Regions from separate parts of the Triticum aestivum genome. Here region 1 is linked to region 2. A link is a contact called in public Hi-C data. All regions are on one chromosome and are shown on one strand. Each heading gives the region's core, a stretch centred on a gene start, on an enhancer-like site or on the middle of the called end of the contact. The rest is flanking DNA. Distances are from core to core; before and after follow the strand shown.

Region 1 (3,426 bases), core at 327-2,826, 50 kb after region 2:
ATGTGTGGAGGATTATGAGTCCCTAGCTCCGGTTCTTTGAGTCTCGCCTTTTTTCTGTAGGTTTGTTTGTATCACTGACGCCGTCTCACAGAGTGAAGAATGTTACCGTGTATTTTGGCCCTTCGTCTCTAGTTCCAACTGATGATGGTTGGCCAGCCTCGCCCGGGACGAGGCGTGCAACTCCGTCTTGCCGGTTCAAGGGCGCTCTACATGCCATATTTGACATTTTCTCTTCCGGAGTGGCGATTTGCCATTGCGAATTGTGGCCAATGGCATTTTCTAGTCTATATCGATGATTTCCGATCGTTGCTTCTATAGGCTCCTTGATTTCAAAAGTTTGCCCCGCTCAGACGGGGCCCAGATTTGGCAGCAAGCTTTGCCCATGGCGTGCCGCTGATGTATGTGAGAGGAAAAAAGACTTGGGCTACTAAAGTAACGGGGCATCTTAGTGCTGATAATTAGGGTTCCAACACTATAACAAACAAACACAAGGAACATGTTGGACAAGCACAGAGGCACCAATAACTTGAATGTGTTTTTCAATTTCTTTAAAGGTGTTTTTGTAAAGTCGTGTGCTGCTAAATATAAGGCCGTTGGCCTTTTCACTTTTTTATATTATAAAATTAAGGATGAAGCCGATCTTCAAGCATAGTCTACACGGTAAGCACGATACAATCTTAACTTCGTTGCGTCGATAGAGGGTGCGACGATTGGTCTTTCTTATGTATCGACAATGCGCAGAACCACTTCCCATTGGCTTTGGCTTCACCGTTTGACGATTATTGCGCTCTTTTTCAGTGTGTCTGTGTTGTCAGCTGGCCCTCCAGATATAGTTTGGCGAGGTAGTGTGGGACATTGGTGGTTTTAGCTCGAGTTCGATGAAATTAATATATGGTTTAGTGTTCCTTCTAAAGTAGATCGTCTTTCTTTTTTAATAGAAACACAGTTGCCTTATGACAAGGTTCGTAAAATTGAGCGGATGGAATCCAATCCTTACTTACTGATAGTTGAATTAGTGCACTTTCAAGTAGGAGTGGGAGGGAATGACGAAGCTTGCCGTAGCCTTTTATACTAAACCATACATCACTGTCTTTCCGCTGATGACTTCCCCACACTGAAAACCATCATGTTTTTCCGTTGTCACTGTAATGTCAACTCAGTTGATGAGGAAGGCAAAGTTTGGGATTAAACAGCACCCACTCATTGTCATAGTACTCACAAGTTAACAACAACTATACCTTTGCTAAAGACAGGTTCGTACGTCACTACCAACCACTTGTGGAAAGCTAATCGAAGCAAGCTTTGCAATGCGTGAGTCGAACAAGCTAAACGCCGAGCATAGAAAAATATCACAAGTTCACACGTCAGATTGGCTGAGCGTGTGCGTCCGTATGTTCTTTTTCTTTTGTATACGTCTCTCTCGCCACCCATTGCTGAGTCACAGCCACGAGGAGATGATGCGCCATGGCTGCTTGGCGCACTCGTTGGTGTTGACATACGACGAGCAATGATGTGCCGCGTCACCACCAAGTAGCCCGTGCGTGACTCACCGAGTACGCAGCAAGAGATGTCGTGCACGTCCTCTCTTTTCTTCGGAAGCCTCCAATGCGTTGCTCGTACTACACACTCCGCAGCCAAGGTGAGCTGTTGTGGTCGGCGCTCGATCACCAGTCGACCGCGAATACTTCCAAGAGATCACCGTGCGTGCCAGCAAAAAAATTAAAATTTGTGTGTATTTTCATTCTACTCCCGGAGACAGAGAAAGATGTCGATCTTCTCCCCATGTTCGCGTACTCCGATGATTACGTCCGATGCATCAGTGTTACTACTCGAGGAAGCTGTAAAAACAAATTGCACGCAGATCTCGAGCAAAGCTGCCCCCCGGGACGAAGCCTGCCTACCTCGCCGGCAGAAAAGAACGGTGGACTGCGAGTGCGAGGTGAGTGCCAACGAAATCTTGAGTTGATCCCTTCAAACGCTCAACCGCAACTGCAATTGGCTGGCAGTATCTCTCCTTTTTATGTAGCAGCATCCTCCAGCCTGAAGTTTATGAGACTGCAAATGGCTGCACCCATTGCTTGCAGCTGCGGCAAGCTGGTGCACGCGCTTGAGTGGGGCACGGGCCGAGAGCGTATACAATATCTGCAAGTGTGTGCGCTGAGTCCACTCTTCACAAGTTGCTGCTGTCGCGTGCATGCACGCTCACACGGATGCACCACAGCTAAGGTTGCCTCCCGTATGATGATAACTTAAAGAGGGGACCTCGAGATTTTGATTTTTTGTTCTTTTCTTTTCTTCATCCCTCGTGTGATATATAAGCAAAATAACATAGAGCACACTGCACGATAGGCATTTATGTCTATTATTGTCGTGCGCTAACTATCATCACTAAGCGTATACACTAGTTTAAGCAAAGCTGCCTAATCTTCATCTTATTACTCACTCAAGTACAGCCGGAATATATTGGTGCCCAAGTTTCCGACTAGATGCACGAAGTCTGCTGCAATGGTTATAGACGCGAATACTAAAAGGCTGCGCATGTCCCCTCAAAGAAAAAAAAAGGCTGCGCATGTATCATGTTTTCGTATGATATGGTGCCAGTCTAGTAGAAGCTGACGGTTTACAAATTGGCTATAGAATAACGAGCTGTATGCACTTGGTTTTTAAACCGAGTTGCATGACCCTTTTTTCACGATACAAAACGCTCCTCGAATTTAGTAACTTTTGTATAGGTAGTTGCTAATTGTAATTTTGAGAGTTTTCAACTACAGCTACATTTCTACTATTCAGAAAATAGCACAGCGTGCATGGACCTTGAAGAGCGACGTCTCCTGGTCGACCTCGCCCGAAAATAGCAGGATTGCCCGTCGTTTTTATTGTAATATCAAAGTAAAGAAGACAAAGAAGAGACACAAATGATTCTTTTAGTCCATTGTAATGTGGGAGACCCACTTATATACAGCTTGAAGGGGTGTGTTGGGGAGACACCTCTTCCCCAACAGACACCTCCTGGAAGGCATCCCTCCCATACAATTGATCACATATTTTATTTCTTAACACTCCCCCTTGGTCAATTCGTCATCTGTATATTGCAATCCAAAAACTCCTCTTAAAAATCCTGTGAGAAAAATTTGAGGAGAAACATCATAATGATATGCCACCGAAAACTCCTTTAAAAACCCAGTGGCAAAAATATAAGGAGGAACCATATGACATATGTCTGCACTTGTATTTATATTGTCTCGTTAAAAACTTTATATGAGAAACCATCATGGAAAACTCATAAAGGGAAAAAGAGTACAATATGAGTGATCAGAAGATCACCAATGGGTTATAATTTGGGATTTTACTCCCCCCGAATCTTGCAAACCTTAAAGTTATCTCATACCCAATCCACGAACCTAATTCTGGAATATAAACATAGGT
Region 2 (3,206 bases), core at 293-2,792:
CACGGCACGTCCTCATCCCATGATTCCTGAATGGAGCACCGACCGGTGAAAAAGTGCATCGATCTATTTTCTGGTTTTCTTTTGTGCATAGTTTTTCCTTCTTCTGAAAATGACACGAATGATATACCGCCAAGCTTCTTTTGTGCTATGTCTTGTCATTATAGCATCCTGACCATGTGTGCCTCCACTATGTATGTTTCTTAAGGTGCTGGAACCCTAATTACCCGCGACATTTGCATTAGTTTAATCCAAAGGTAGATTTTACTTTTAAGAAATCCAAAGATAGATTTGATGCCTTCGTTCCCGACAAGTCGCACAGCGGATGCTTGCGTAAATTATTGACGCCCATACTTACTCCTACTCCCATTTCTTTTGCTACTCCCTCCGTTTCTAGCCAACCACATCTCGAAATTCCTCAACCTTTGCATGCTCTTGCATGACTCCGCCTTAATATGCAAGCGAAAAATGATATCATTTGAAAGCATGCGAATGACGGGATATATACGGCGAGCTCCGCCTACAAGGCTCAATTTCTAGGCTTGACCCTCTCCCCCATGAACGGCATGGTTTGGAAGGCTTGGGCATTTTCGAAGGTTAAATTCTTTGCTTGGTTAGCCTTGCAAGATAGGATTTGGACAACCAATCGTCTGGAGAAGTGTGGTTGGCCAAACTGTGGGCCCGCTTTGCAAGAGGGAACATGAAACGGGGGCACATCTTTTCTTCAAGTGTCGCATAGAGAAGCTTGGACTTGCACACATGGACACCTCCGAGTGGCACTTGGATGAAACCGTCAACGCGTGGTGGCAAAGTAGAACCGACAATAATATTCCTAACCGAAACGCAATGGCCTCCCTCACCATGCTCGTTTCTTGGGTATTTTGGAACAAGAGAAATGCCCGTGTTTTCCGCCACAAAAGCACACCGCCGACGATTCTTCTTGCCAACATTTTAGAAGATGCAAAACTTTGGGTGATGGCGCAAAGAAACTAGGGAATATCATAGTGTGCGAGTAATTGCCATGCCGCATCTGTGAGTGCGTTGTAAAAAACTCTAAACTATTCTTTTCTTTATATAATGGGGTACCTAGAACTCATCTAGATGAGATATAATTTGATCTCATTCACTTTGAAAACAAAAACAAATACAACCTACGTCACATTCAATGGCTATAAAAGATGAATGAGACCAAATTATATCTCATCTAGATGAGTTCTAGCAAAACTGTTTTTTAATTAAAGAGGCAAATCTTTTACCTTCGTTTGGAAAAAATATTAGTCTTTTCAGAGTTTCAATGCGAACTACAAACGAAGCAAAATGAGTTAATCCAAACTCTAAAATATCCTTGTATACATTCAATACGTAGTCTTTATTAAAATCTCTAAAATGACTTATATTTACGAACAGGTGCCAGTATTTCCAGTCCTGATCAATCGTCCGGTTTTCTATACGTCGACATGGACATTTTACAGAGACTCATCTGTCCTCTTCGTTTCTAGATAAAGAACCCATCCACGTCACTCATAACTCCTCCGTTGTCGTTCTCGTTGTGGTGGAGCCGACTACGTGGCCCACCTTAGCCATGGAGCCAACCACCGCAGTACACCCAAGCATGCTAACTAGTGGCCCAACTAGTCCGGAAGGGAAGCCATGAACTACGTGGCCCAACTAGTTGAACCGCTTCCCTTAGCCATAGGAATATCCACCCCGACGCCGTACGTCCGCGCGCGATGTCATACGCCCGCCCGCGTATGCCGCATCCGTCACTGTACGTACGGCCGTTCACGTATCCACACCCGTCGCCGTACGTCGCCGCCGTACGTCCGCACATCTTTACGTTGACGTCGATAGTTATTGAAAAAAAAACGACACGGTAGCCGCCGACGCCCGCCGTCGTAACCCTAAACCCTAAATGCATCCACGTCGTCTCCACGTCGGACCCCGTCTGCACGAAGTCGCCGTTGCCCGGGTTGCCGCCCAAACAGGCCGCCGCGCGTGCCCCGACGCCGTTGCCGCTGCCGCCGCGTTCCTTTCCCGTCGCCCAGATGGCCGCCCACCCGTGATCTTCATCGTCGCCTTCCTCCGTGCACCCCGCCTGCTACGACCGGCCATCGTCCTCACGCCGTCGACACCTGCCTCGGCCGGCCATCAACGTCACGCCCTCAGCGCGTTCGTCATCGGACAAAATGGATCCAGCTGAAATCCTCGCCGCCGTGCAAGAGGTTGGTTTGAGACGTCGTTGTGCTTGATGAACAAATTATTTTAGGGATGATGTTACATGGTGTTTGATTGATCTTAGAATTTTTTTTAAACATGTATAGTTAGAGGAGGAGGGCAATTATGATGGCGATGATTACGATGAGGACACCGAAACCTCATCACTGAATATGGATGAACCTGCTGAGGAGAACTACATGAGTTTGGATGAATCTTAGAGTGGCAATGTAGGTGTGATCAATGTTGATAAAAACAATAAATATGATAAACCGCACGGACAATTACATGTTTTTTTGCATCATGCAGCGACATGACGACGACGATGATGATATGGATATAGATGATTCATTTGCTGAAAGTGCACTTCGGGTATGTTTTTAAAAAAATCAGAGAAGAAATGACATAATAATCATATGAGCGCTTACATGTATTTTTTTGAAATGTGCGCAGATGGACGAGGACGGGGACTTTGTGAGGAATATTGTGGACGATGAAAGTGACAAATCGCACATTGATGCATCTCATGATGACAGCTCCAGCAAAGTAAGTTTTGAAACTTACATACATTACATATTAAAATAATAACTGACTGACATAAATGGTTTCATGCATTAATTTACAGGGAGACGTAGATGATACAAGCGGGAAGGATGAGCATGTTGGTGATGATCTGTTTAATTTTGACATAGAATTTGATGAATATCAGCAAGAATCATTGGACATGCATTGGAAGGCCATGAGGAAGACGTTCAAGTCACTAGGAGAGGCTTGCAATTTCTATAACCAGTATGCTTACGAGCGTGGTTTCAGCGTAAGAAAGGACTCGCTGAAATATTCAAAAGGTCCTGAGGGAACTAAGCGCTTGAGAAAGTATCTGTGTGCGAGAGCTGGGAAACGACAGGCAAAACTTTGTATAATGGAAGGCAGGACCCGCAGGCTGAGAGGGGAGACTCGTTGCTTCTGCGACTTGATAAAGGGTGTGACGTTTGGTA

Evidence for each region. Hi-C and Micro-C count contacts between places; a contact is called where the count stands out from the background.
Region 1: a Hi-C map of leaf shows a contact between it and region 2, with 2.7 times the contacts expected there. The contact joins two enhancer-like sites. A contact is called at or near these places in 2 of 5 Hi-C or Micro-C datasets (both in leaf).

The regions. Positions count from the first base shown.
Region 1 is chr2B:680,623,160-680,626,585 of IWGSC CS RefSeq v2.1, forward strand. No RefSeq gene overlaps it. Among protein-coding and RNA genes, the nearest start is that of LOC123042053, 20 kb to the right of the region's middle. Within about 2 kb of position 1,577, at least 2 of the 8 cell types and tissues checked have an H3K27ac peak or open chromatin away from gene starts, as enhancers often do. A contact at or near this core is called in leaf, where this site is marked.
Region 2 is chr2B:680,572,874-680,576,079 of IWGSC CS RefSeq v2.1, forward strand. No RefSeq gene overlaps it. Among protein-coding and RNA genes, the nearest start is that of LOC123042052, 45 kb to the left of the region's middle. Within about 2 kb of position 1,543, at least 1 of the 8 cell types and tissues checked has an H3K27ac peak or open chromatin away from gene starts, as enhancers often do. A contact at or near this core is called in leaf, where this site is marked.